2 separate regions of the Astyanax mexicanus genome follow, and region 1 is linked to region 2. The links are chromatin contacts, called in public Hi-C maps. All regions are on one chromosome and are shown on one strand. The core of a region is the stretch at or near the end of the contact, and the rest is flanking DNA. Distances in the headings are between cores, read along the strand shown. Region 1 overlaps tmod2 (tropomodulin 2). Region 2 holds the start of leo1 (LEO1 homolog, Paf1/RNA polymerase II complex component).

Region 1 (6,527 bases), core at 3,432-5,931, 66 kb before region 2:
GTGTTACAGTCATATGAAAAACTTTAGGCACCCCTATTAATCTTAATCATTTTTAGTTCTAAATATTTGGGTTTTGCAACAGCCATTTCAGTTTGATATATCTAATAACTGATGAACACAGTAATATTTCAGGATTGAAATGAGGTTTATTGTTTTTAGATCATTTGAGAGTTGGTTTGATGAGCCCATGATGCCACTCTTCAGAGGAGATTCAAATAGGAGAACAACTTGCAATTGGCCACCTTAAATACCTTTTCTCATGATTGGATACACCTGGCTATGAAATTCAAAGCTCAATGAGGTTAACAAACCAATTTTGCGCTTCAGTAAGTCAGTAAAAAGCAGTAAGGAGTATTTAAATCAATAAAATGATGAGTGCCCATACTTTTGCACCGGTCAAATTTTGGTTTAATGCATATTGCACGTTTCATTTCAATCCTGAAATATTACTGTGTCCATCAGTTATTAGATATATAAAACTGAAATGGCTGTTGCAAACACCCAAACATTTAGAACTAAAAATCATTTAGATTAATAGGGGTGCCCAAACTTTTCTATATGACTGTATATGCTTTGCCCAGTAATTCACAGCTAAGGACAAATATTTTGAATTTTTATATGGAAGAAGTACAACTACCCACCTCTGTAAGTAACTACAGATTTTACATAGGATCTCTGGTGGATTTTGCATTTTACAGAGACTCTTAAACTAGATCAGCGACTAAACTGCACTTAGCAGGGCATTACACATTTTGTAGAGTAAAATACAGGGGTTGGACAATAAAACTGAAACACCTGGTTTTAGAGCACAATAATTTATTGTGGTGACGGACAGTTCTGGTGGAAACAGGAGAGTTGAGGTGAACATTGAATTCTGTCGTGATTTGTTCAGCCGTGGTTTTATGTTTTTTATTGGATACAATCCGGGTTAGCACCCAAACATCCCTTTCAGACTTACCTCTTACAGCGTCCACAGTTAATCCTGTTGGATGTGGTTTGTCCTTTATGTTTGACATTACCCTGGATACCGTGGCTCTTGATGCATCACAAAGACTTGCTGTCTTGGTCACAGATGCTCCAGCAAGACGTGCACCAACAATTTGTCCTCTTTTGAACTCTGGTATGTCACCCATAATGTTGTGTGCATTGCAATATTTAGAGCAGAACTGTGCTCTTACCCTGCTAATTGAACCTTCACACTCTGCTCTTACTGGTGCAATGTGCAATTAATGAAGATTTAGCCATGAAACCTCCCACACTAAAATGACAGGAGTTTCAGTTTCATTGTCCAACCCCTGTATAACATTGCAAAGACTGTTATTACTATAAAATTACTGTCTTTATTTTAAAACTTTTTCTAAATGTTGTCCATCTCACTGCCTCCTGGCGTCGCAGAGCTGTTAGCCCACTCCTCCACCGGACTAAAGCAGCGTTATACCTAGACATCTTTTAAAATAAATTAAAAAAAAAAACATTGGAATCAGACATTTAAAAGACAAAGTTTCCATAATGTTGACAACCAATCAGACGGCATAAAATCCCTGGCGCACAAACACGGGACCCAGAAGGAGTATGTAAAAACATTTTTATTGAATATCTTTGATAGTAGACAGTGCCGCAGCGTTGTGTAGTTTAACAGTACAGTAATATAGATCCTCTTCTTCAGTCTGAACCTGCACTACAACAGTGGAGCAAGAGAACAGCTGCAGGTACAGCTGCAGACGTGCAGTAACATTTATACACTTATATATCATTCATATACATGTGTGTGTTTGAGGGGGGGGGGGTATCTGAAGAAGAGGCTTTAATGAGATGGATGTTTAAAATTAAAATAGAAAGATCATACACAGTTTTTTTTTTTATTTTTATTATTTCACAGGCTGGGAACCATGCCCCACACAAACACACACACACACTCTTTCACTCTCTCAAGTATTCACACACACTCATACAGCATGGTCCCGCTAATCCCACCCTTAAACCGAGAACCAAAAAAACAAAACAAAAAACAAATAAACTAAATTAAACAATAGAGGAATCATCGTTCACAGAAAACAAATAAGGAAAAATAAGACAACGTACAATTAACAAGTGGATTGATACACAAGGCTCCATCCTCAATCTCCAAACTGGTGTGTACGAAAAAACGAACAGAAAAAGAGCAACAAAAAAAGGAATGAAACAAAAAATTAAGCTACACCTATCAAAATAAAAGTACTTCAATTAGTTCTTTGAGTGACGGCAGTAAAGAAGCATTTTTGGGTGATGAGGTTCTTTAAGTATCCACGTTGTTAAGTTTGAAGAAGATTTAAAAATGTTAAAGCTACGTTCACATTACATTAATAAATTCCAATTCTTTGCTCAGATTGGCTCAGGTTTTGGTTAAATTTTGAATTAATTTTTAATTATAATTGTGTTTTAGATAAACTATATAGACAAAAGTACTGGGACACTAACAGTAGGTTTGGAGCACGGCAGTAATTTTTTTGACGTTCACATTAATATAATAATGCACATTTTGGTGTTCGAAACAACCCATAAAAGAATGTTTGTTGTCAAGCAAAAAAATATTATTACTAATAATTTTTATTAGTTTAATTTTTATTATTTAGTTTTAATAATACAATAGAAATCCCAAACATATTTTGTTGCACCATATTTTGTGCATGTGACGTGTGCATGCAATAAGGTAAAATTCAGCACAACACTGGTGCTGTCCAATGACAACTGCGCTAATTACGTATGTACAGGTCATAAACTAGATGCATGAAAACCAATCTTCACTTTTATATTCATGTAGCATGCCTGAAATAGACACAATCTATATTGTGTCCATCTCAAATCTGATCTGAAAAAGAATGGATTGGACATGTTCACATAGCCCTTAATAAATCAGTTTTAACTAATTTACTAATGCAAAATCACTTCAGCCCTGTAATGTGAACACAGCCTGAATGTTATCAGCTCCTTTATGGAATCACTCAAAGAAGCACTTAAAGCACCTTTACTATTTTTAAGAGTGTAGAACAGAAGAAATTGGTCCAGGTGTTCACACGGAATGTACGTGTGTTTCCCTCATGTGATCCAGCTAAAGAAAGTGCTCTGGGCTCCAGGTTTATCAACACAGAAATACACTTCACGCTAATGTAGTATTACTTTCGTGGCACTTCATTCACTCAACATCTGATCTCTCCTAATGCCAGTTCCTCAGGAGTTTTTGCACTGGAATGTAGCATATGCAGAAATTTTGGTCGCAAGCCTGTCGCTAAATTGAGAAAATGAAACATAATTGTGCATCAAAGACACTATATGGAATATAGGATTAGGACACCTATATAAGCGTCCTATTCTGAACCTATTCTTTTGCTGCTCTAACAGTAGATATGCTCTTCAGCACATTCCAAAAGACTTCTACTTATCAATTATAATCACCACCACCACTCTGGAGCTCAGTGAGCTCTTTACAATCCCCCATTCTTTCACTATAACTGTGTGTAAACCAGTGCTAACGGGACTGAATCACACACTCAAATGAAATGATGATTGGGTGTGTCCCCATACATTTGTCCATATAGTGTCCTCTGCAAAAGTGTATTCCTTTTAGTGAATTTATACACTCAAAAACAACAAACAAAAGAAAAAAACGCCACATGCTATTAAACCAGGGTGCCAAATCTTTTGCAGACTGTAGCTTTCCCATAGTTAATGCACCACCAACCAAAAAAGTGCTCTGAAAGGAAGAATCAATTGGTCAATCTTTTTCTTTACAAGTCTGAAGCGATAGTTCACTGAAATACCAGCTTCCACAGTTCCACTTCGGTTGAGTCCTGAGGCTAATGTAGCTAACAAGTAAGGACTGCACAGCTGAACACAAATGCGCCTGTTCACATGTATCTGGATTAAATAATAGTTTAAAAAAAAATAGGTTTGGATTTTGGTCTCCTCTCCACAAGAAAATGCTGTTTTTGGTCACTTAAATCGGAGCTTTTTGTAAAAACTAAGGTCGTTTTCAGTTGCTTTTTTTTTTCCTTCTTTCTAACCTTTCACATTTTCTCCCACAACAGAAGGAAGATTAAGATTAGAACACGCCTCCCTCAAACTTGGTTCTGATACATCAGCCCACAGATGCAGCCTTGTGCTGATCCACATCACCCTTTGGAGTGATGAGGGGAAATAGCGTAATCTACTGTACCCACCCAGAGAGAGAGCAAGACCAATTGTGCTCTTTTAGGGCTGTGGCAACTGATGGCAAGCTGCATGACTGGGATTCGAACCAGCGATCCCCCAATCATAGTGGAAGCGCTTTAGACTGCTGGACTACTCAAAGCCCCCTGTTTTGAATTAGAACCCATGATTTTTTGACTTGTAAAGTACACTACATAGGGCGTAGTGTGTGATTTGTAATTAATCTTCTGTGAGTTCTTCCTTTATCATGCTCTTTTAATTCCTATCATACTATCGCCCCAAACAGATTTACCATGCTAGTTCAAGTGTTTTTCTTTGCTGTGTGGACAGAAATATACTTCAAAAAAGCTTTTGTTTTTAAAAACATCCAGACACATGTGAACCGGGTCAGACTATATGCTGCCTTTATCCATTCATTGTTTATTGATGTTAAGCATGCAGAATTTAGCAATTAAAATCTGATTAAACATCAAACCACTGATTTATCACCAAGTGTGTGTTCGCGTGTGCGCTCTCACATGCAAGACTGCACTGGACATCTCATAGCTGCCCAGTCGCCGTGGTCGCCATGACTACCTCTACTGTCTCTATAAAAAGTCCAAAAGCTTAAAAAAAGCAACAAAACCCTCTTTCTTCTCCAGTGAGAACTCCTGGTGATCGATTTAAAAAGCAAAACTGAATCCAACATGGCCTCGTTTTCCTTCATTGCTGTCTGGCACAAACCCAAAGCCAACAATGTGTTTCTTCACACACCATTTTAACTGAGCCATTGTTTAACTGGGAGTTAACTGAGCTGGCGTTTGGCTTTCCTGCTGTTAGGGGCAGTAGAGCTGTTTGGCTGAAGCTTCATACATATACGCCCAATCCCATTTCTAATGTGAAGGAGTAAAATTATCCCTCAAAGCATTTGGACAATTTATTGTACCATTTAAGGTGGAATGGGGAATTTTACTAGCTAGCAAAACATACTATTTGTGATTTCTTTATGTTTGTTCCGAGTAGTTGAAACAAGCTTTTATTACCTTTTATTTTATATATTTTTTTCATTCCACCTTAAATGATGCAGCATCTTCTCTGCCGCTGTTGCACCATTTAAGGTGGAACGGGAAACTTAGCTAGCTAACGAGATGTATTATTAGTGATGTCTTTATGCTTGTTCTGAGAAGCTGAAATGAGCTTTAATTAGCTTTCATTTTATTTAATTTTTCCATTCCACCTTAAATGATGCAGCATCTGCTCTGCCTCTGCTCCAACACTTAAGGTGGAATGGGAAATTTAGCTAGCTAACGAGATGTATTATTAGTGATTTCTTTATGCTTGTTTTGAGGAGCTGAAATGAGCTTTTATCAGCTTTCATTTTACATTATTTTTCCATTTCACCTTAAATGATGCAGAATCTGCTCTGCCTCTGTTGCACCATTTTAGCTAGCTAGCTATAGAGACATACTATTAGTGATTTCTTTATGCTAGTTATAAGGAACTGAAATTAGCTTTTATTTTATTTAATTTTTCCGTTCCACCTTAAATAAAATGATGCAGCCTCTAGGGAAACTAAGGAGAATTTCAGAATGCAGATTCTTCAATTGAAATATATATATATATTATAGTCTACACAACTAGGATTATCCCCTGTCAGAGTGTCAACTGACCCACAATGTATAGTGCCTCTCATACTAGTCCATCTTGTGCAACCTACACCATGTTTATAGATAAAAGTGAGCCACATAAAAACCACATACGCAAATCTATTATTATAGCTTTAAATGAGTGCTCGATGTTTCGCTATTCTCTAATTGGTGGGTTTAAATTTCTAAAGACATGTTAGCTACATTAGCCTCCTAGCTCCAGTGCTAGACCCAAGTTGTACACACAGTCAGCACACAAGCACACACACACTTCACAGAACAGCTGAACAAACGCAACACTCACACATTCATGCACACTCCTACTCCTATCACAGAATAACCTAGTTGAGGAAAAATGCACTTTCACCGTGGGTGTGTCCGTCCCTGCAGGATGTGGAGCAATCACTTCAGTTCCTCAGCAGCCAAACCCACTCTGATAACATTTAAAACCTCTCAGCTGCTCTCTCTCTCTTTTTCTCTCTCTCTCCCCTTCAGTCTCAGCTGGGCTTCCATTCTTCACTAGTGTTGCTAGACTGGCTTTCATTTTATTCCTGTTTAAAAGGTTATAAATGGTGAACGAGTGTTGGAAATGTACATGACTCCTCAGTTCAGCTTAAGAGTCAGCCTTTTTTTTTCCCAAAATAAAAAAAAACAAATAAACTAAATAAACTAAATGAAAAAAAACAAAAAACAAAAAAAAACACCAAAATACCAAGA
Region 2 (6,975 bases), core at 2,421-4,920:
CTGGTGTGACCCAGCAGGTTAGTGTGGCAACCCAAAGCACTGCAGTAGGTTATCTCATCTCCAGCACTCAGAGGATCATCATGGTACTGTCTGTTATACATCTCATTCATCTAGCATCCATGACAAGGCTTTCCCCGCCCCTGAAAGGGTGATATCATCAAGTAAGCAGCTGTTCCAATTACAGAATAACGTGTCTTGTGGTAATTGCTCTTCATAAGCAAGGATATGGATATAAAAAGATAGAAAATACATGAAACAACGTTTTTGGACTGTGGGAGGAAACCCACACAGACACAAGAACATGGAAACTGCATCCAGGTAGGGATTTGAACCCAATACACAATTTGACTCCAAAACTCATATCTCGATATGCTTAAATAAAATAAAATGCTTAAAAGACAGTGTTCTGTATGTATATTTAGACAGAATATATATATATATATCAGTATTTCTAAATATTATGTACAGTACCAGTCAAAGGTTTGGACACACCATAAATTCAGTTTTGCATCATTTCGCATCATTTTTTTTCTGCAATATAGATTTTAAAACAAAAGTCATCCAAACTAATAAGAAAACATATGGATTGTTAAGCATAAAATAAAACTGTTAAACAAAACATGACATGTTTCATATCATCAAAGTAGCACCTCTTGCTAAGATGACAGTTTTGAATATCTTATTATCTCATCTCAAGCACTCAGAAGATCATCATGGTGCTGTTATACACTGGCCCATGTTTGTCTTGTTTCCTCATTTCTTGGTTCTTTCTTTTCCTATCTTGTTTTATTGCTTGTCTGTTTCCGTGGCCGTTTCTGTACTTGTGTTCTTGTGGATTTTAGGAAAACATCCTCCTGTCCTCAAGCTGAACTTGCCAAGTCCGTACTGGCCAAGTATGGGAGTCCTTTCCTAGCCATGTGTTTCCCTCCCATTTGCTGTGCTGCACATGGCTCTGTTTTGTTGTTGTCGTGTCTCTCCACCCAAGCCCCACCCTGTCATCAAAGTTCTTACATGTAGGGCTGGGTATCATTTAAAAATGTTCGATACCGATACGATACTTTTTAAATACCTTTTTCTTAATTGTAATCAAAAAATACAAAAAGCGATAATTATTCTCACACAACATATTTATTTAATTTATGTAATCTTTTTCTCATACTGTCACCATGAGAGACTCCTCTTTCTGGATCTGTTTCTGGAACAAACAGCGAGCATATTTGTGGCGGTTTATTATGAACAAAAATCATTGCTCATGATTAAACTACAAATATAATATTCTTCCCACTCATATTGCTCCATGCATTTCAGTTTTAGAGTTCTTTTTTTAAATTATCAGCATTATATTGATACATTGAAAAGGTAGATTATATTAGTGGTGTCAATCATTTAAAATTGTATTATAATCATGATTCTTTTCTTTAATGCTGCTAGTTCCCTGTATTTTTGAGAGTTTGGCAGTAATAACAGTTTAGTGAGGTTTAGATCAGGCAGACTAGAGCTTTTTTAACTAAATGATAAAATCTCAGGACTGAGAGAAAGAGAGGGGAGAGACAGCGCGAGTTAGCAAGAGGCAAAGCGAGTTTTTGTTTTGTTTAATGTGCAAATATATAATTAGTCTAGTCTTTGTCTAGTTAGTCTCACTGTTTGTTTCTTTGTTCTTATTCTTTATGGAGTCAAATAAAATCTTCCTACTAGTGATGACAAAAGGGGGGCTTTTGGGAGATTGAATCAAATGAACCAATCGAATCAGATCAAATGATTCGTTCTTGTGAAACGTTCGAATCATTGACCACAGTGACATCTGCATGGCAATCAAACACCTTACCTGTTCAAAATAATTCTGACAAATAAGTTTGACAAATGATGAGAAATAAATAATAAAGCAATGCAAAGTATGTGATTTTTCTCCACAAAAAAAATCTCTCTTAAATCTCTTTTAAAATGTAGAAATGTTGTTGTGTCATGTGTTGATAACAAAAACAGTTCTGAGATCAGAGATCAGATTGTTCAACTCTCATTATGAAACATTTGGATGCAAAACATCCAAATTAATTTTCCAATGTGCCATCACTACTAGTTAGTTTCACTTTTTCCTAGTTTCCTAGTCTTTAGTGTTGTTTGTTTCTTTGTGCTTTTTCTTTATGGAGTTAAATAAAACCTTCCTGCATTTGCAAGAGTCGTTACAGGTACATCAGGGAACACCTCCTAATCCTGAAGCACATCTACAGCTTCCACTGCCTTAGAAAGACTGCCAGCATCTGCTAGAGCTCCACCCACTGATACTATAGTCTGTTTGATTCCCTTCCATCTGGCGGATGATACAACGCTGTGTGAGCCTCCACCTGCAGACTGAGACTGACTCTTCATACACACACACTTACACTGACACACCAAATAAGCTCTGCTCAAATTTCACACTTCCACACTGTTCAATATGTCTTACAGTCTGAACAGCTGTTGCCTGTGTTTGTGGGTCTCTACTCTCTACCATCGGTCATTTTTTTTAAGCTAGACTATGCTAAGTATACAGTACCAGTCAAAAGTTTGGTCACATCACTTAACACTCATTTAATGTGTATTCTTGTATTTGTATGATTTTTACATTTTACATTTACGCTTGAAGACTATATTAAAGCTGTACAGAAACACATGATGAATTATTCTGTAAACAAAAAGTGTTCAACAAATCAGAATGTGTTTTATACTTTAGATTCTTCTTAGTAGCAAATGTATCTTTGAAAACAGATCTGCACACTCTTGGTATTTTAATACCAGTGTCTTCATGAGGTAGTATGTATCTATTAATTTAATTATTTTTCCAATTAATCCATAAGTATGATTTGTTCTTTGTATTTGGCCATATGGAAGATATTTATATTGGCTAATACTACTGAATATTAAGTGCATTCATTAGATTTTAAAAACTCAAAATCACAAACCACAATTGACACATACTAAAAAATGTATGTCTGTGAGTGTGTGTGTGTGTGTGTGTGTGTGTGTGTGTGTGTGTTTATTGGACATTTATGGAAATTCAGAACAAACAACATTTTATTGCTGAACAAGAGACGATTCTGTGTTTTATGGGACAGGGGGCAACCCTATTTATGACAGGCTAAGCAATCTGAATACGGTTCTCAATGTTAATTCAGTTAAGAAAAGGCCTTTAAACTGTGAGAATGTGTTGATTTGTGTAAATTGTATACAGTATGTGACAGAAAAATTATTAAAAACATTGTAAAGCAAATTGTAAATTATGTTAATATGTTTATATGAAATTTGAGAAAACAACCTGCTAGATTTTTTTTGGCAATAAAACGTACAAACCATAGAAGACAACTGATGCTTAAGAAATGTAATATGAAACTGGGAAAAAATGGATAACATTTTAAATCATAGCAAAGACATTGAAATGTGAAATGTGATCACTTGTTAATGTGTTTTTATGACATGACGAATATAGAAATAAGATTATGCAATTTGTACATTGTGAAATTGAAATTTAAAACTGTTAAATTAAAATTAAAATATTCATTGCATTTTCCCCTCTATTTGATTTCAGGTTTAGTGAATGTGAACGTGAACAGTGGGTGTATTGCGCCACCGGGTGGAGAAATAACAGCAGCGCATTATGTGAGCGCGCTTTCGCTGAGGACTTTTATTTTGTAAAGTGAGTTACCCGGATGCTGTTTGTCGGTTATTTACTGTGAGGAGAAATGGCGGACATGGATGAGCTGTTCGGCAGTGATGGGGATAGCGAGGCGGAGCAGAGAGGTGATTTACTCCGCTTTATCCTCCGGCTTACACTGGAATTATCTGTGTAATAAACGGGGCTGTGTGCGGGTTACAGGGTTAAAGGGTCAGACGATTTTAGGGAGAGTTTTAGAGAGAGAACAGACCGGCTGTAGCCGAGCCGCAGCAGCAGCGGGGTCAGCCCGGGCCCCGGTGTGCACCACCACGCTTTATTATTAACAATAATAAAACTCTATAAATACCACTGATCCTGCTTAATCAGCTGTTTAACTTTTTAACTAATTTACTGATTATTTAGTGAAGCGTGTGTTTCAGAAGGAGATACAATATATAATAATAGCGTTTTAACCCACAGAGAACTAAGAGAAAGAAAATCAGAGCTTTTAAAAACTAATTCATTCCTTTATTAGTCTATACGCCATAGAGACCTAAGCTAAATAACCCAGACCTGTTTCTGATTATTGAATCAAATTTTACAATTGAATCAGATTAATTCAGTCAGAAGCTCATTCATGGTTTTTTTTTTCATATTTTGGGCACTATGGGTGGGTGATATGGCCCTTAAATAATATCACAAAACTTCATGGTGTTTTTATATGATAAATATGTTCTTGTCAATATGACACAATGCCTGTTTTTTTATTATAAGTACATGCTAAAGCAACAAAAATATTAATATGCTTTATTTATTATAAATCTAAGTTTCAATAAATCAGTATGAATACATAAAAAACAATAAATGTTTGTCTGTTTTGTAAGCTGTAACTAATAAGACTCTTTAATTTTTTATACAAAATTAATTTAACACAGTATAAAAAAATGTAACTACAACTAAAATAACTACAGAACTACCTAAATAAACAGAAAACAAACAATTAAAAGTAAAACAAATTCAGAAAAGACTGCCTTCTAGAATATAATAGGGTATTTGTGATATCGATATTCTTATCGATATGACACATTGATTGTTTTTTTACTATAAGTATATACTATTGCAGCACAAATATTAATACCTCTTATTTAGTATAAAGCAAAGTTTCAATTAATCAGCATAATCTAAAAAAAAATTATACACATTTGTATGTTTTGTGAAAAGTAACTTAACAAGACTTTGTTATACAAAATAACAGATTAGAAAATGTAGCAACAACTACAATGACCACAAAACTACCTAAATAAGCAGAAAACAACCAATCAAAACCAAAACAAATACAGAAAAGACTGCTTTCAAGAATATAATAATAAGAATGGGTAATATGGCCCTAAAATAATCACACTATTTCAGGATTTTTTTTTCTCTAGGCAATATAAAACAACATTGTTTTTTTTTATTATTATAAGTGTATACTACTGCACCAAAAATATTAATATCGTCGCTGTCCAATGAAAAACACTTATCTCCAAAACACCAACTTTACAGGAGAGAGAAAAAACCTTGTAAATTTTCAATGGAAGTCGATGTAAAAAGAGTTTGTTTCAGGTCATTTTGAAGAGTTTCTATTGGTCCGTTCATCAAGAAATTTTGCAACAGTGTAAGGGACAATTTGTCTGTTCAAATTATGTAATAAACTAAAAATCGACAAAAATGGAGATAAGTGTTTTTCATAGGACAGCGACGATATGCTTTGTTTAGTATTAATCTAACGTTTTCAAACCTTCAGTAGAAAGAAACAAAAAAACACTTTAACACCAGCTGACCAAGACTATATATATATAATCAGTTTAACAGACTAGAAAATGTAAAAATAAAAATAAAGTTATGTAACAACTAAAATCAACACAGTTAGCTAACAGTTAAAACGAGCAGTTACTACCAAAACAAATACAGAAAAAAATACTTTCAAGTGTATCATAAAATGGATTTTTTTTTATTGTCAAAAATATTGGTGATATTATCATGTATAATACGATATGGCACGCCCTCAGTGAGAACATGACTGTACATTTTTATGGTTAAAATCAGGATGTAATAGTACAACAATAATTTTGTAACCTGTTGTATTTTTATGTTTTGTTCTGTAAATCAGGTCAGACCTAATTTTATAAAATGTATGTTTAGCATTGGAATGGTGTTTTAATTTTTTATTAATTTTTATTATTTGTACAGTTAGTATGTAGGGTGTCTAGTCTCCCTGAAAGTTATTATTGCAAATATCTATATATCAATTATCGGTAATATCCTACATTAGTGCATTCCTATTTAAAAGTGTTATTAGGAGTTTTGACTCACCTTTTCTTATTCAACGTGTTTTCTTTCTTTTTATAATTTTTTTACATTGTAAATCTAATATTAAAGACTATATTAAAGCTCTACAGGAACACACACATTCGCACAGTTATATTTTTAAACAAAAAGTTTTGAACAAACCAGAATATGTTTTATACTTTAGATTCTTCTAGGTAGTACATTAATCTTTGAGGACAGATCTGCCCACTCTCGGTATTTTAATCTCAGTGTCTTCATGAGGGAGAGTCACCTGGAATAGTTTTCTCAGCATCTTGAAGGAGTTCCTAGGGGTGCATTATTTCCATGTATTTTTTTCATTTATTATCTACATTGTAAATTAAGAAGAAAGGCCCTCATTAATACAATGAGATTAAAATACCAGGAGTGTGCAGATCTGTCCTAAAAGATAAATGCGCTGCTTAGAAGAATCTAAAATATAAAACATACTGCAAAAGCTAAAACAAAAATTTATCTTTTACAAAATAATTCAGCATGTGTTCCTGTTCCGGTCTTTAATATTATATTATTATAATATTATATAATTTACAATGGAAGAAAGAAAACACATAGAATGAAAAGAGGTCAGTCAAAACTTTTACTGCCAGTTTAAGTTTAGTGATTTAGGAGCAATGGCCAAATGTTAGTAGTTGCCTGATATATTACAATCTTGTTGTGCAGAATCTGGTTCCGGTTCCGGTTCTGGTTCTGACTCGGAGCAGGAGAGACCCAGGTCTGCCAGCAACGGCTCTGGAAGCGAGAGTGAGAGGGAACGGGATGATGATGAAGATGAAGAAGGGCATGATGGTGGAAAGCCCAGCAATAAAGAGCTCTTTGGGGATGACAGTGAGGATGAACGTGGCAGTCAGCACAGCGGCAGCGACAACGACAACCAGTCTGAGCACTCGGGCAACCAATCGGACGCCAGCATGCACTCTGACAACGAACACTCGGAGGCGGAGCAGCACAGTGGCTCTGAGGGGCACCATGAGGAGGAA

What was found. A called contact is a pair of places that touch in the nucleus more often than the background predicts.
Region 1: a Hi-C map of muscle shows a contact between it and region 2, with 6 times the contacts expected there. The contact joins the enhancer-like site here to the promoter of leo1 in region 2. A contact is called at or near these places in 2 of 3 Hi-C or Micro-C datasets (both in muscle).

Annotation. Positions count from the first base shown.
Region 1 is chr9:42,262,840-42,269,366 of AstMex3_surface, reverse strand. tmod2 (tropomodulin 2) reads right to left here. Exons shown (of 10, transcript XM_022679847.2): 10 at 1,569-6,527. The region is part of intron 1 of LOC125804550 (a long non-coding RNA gene); the gene reads right to left. Among protein-coding and RNA genes, the nearest start is that of lysmd2, 17 kb to the left of the region's middle. Within about 2 kb of position 4,681, the one cell type or tissue checked has an H3K27ac peak away from gene starts, as active enhancers do.
Region 2 is chr9:42,195,106-42,202,080 of AstMex3_surface, reverse strand. leo1 (LEO1 homolog, Paf1/RNA polymerase II complex component) reads left to right here and starts at 3,670. Exons shown (of 12, transcript XM_049483391.1): 1 at 3,670-3,774; 2 at 6,659-6,975. The coding sequence starts at 3,717. The region is part of intron 1 of LOC125804550 (a long non-coding RNA gene); the gene reads right to left.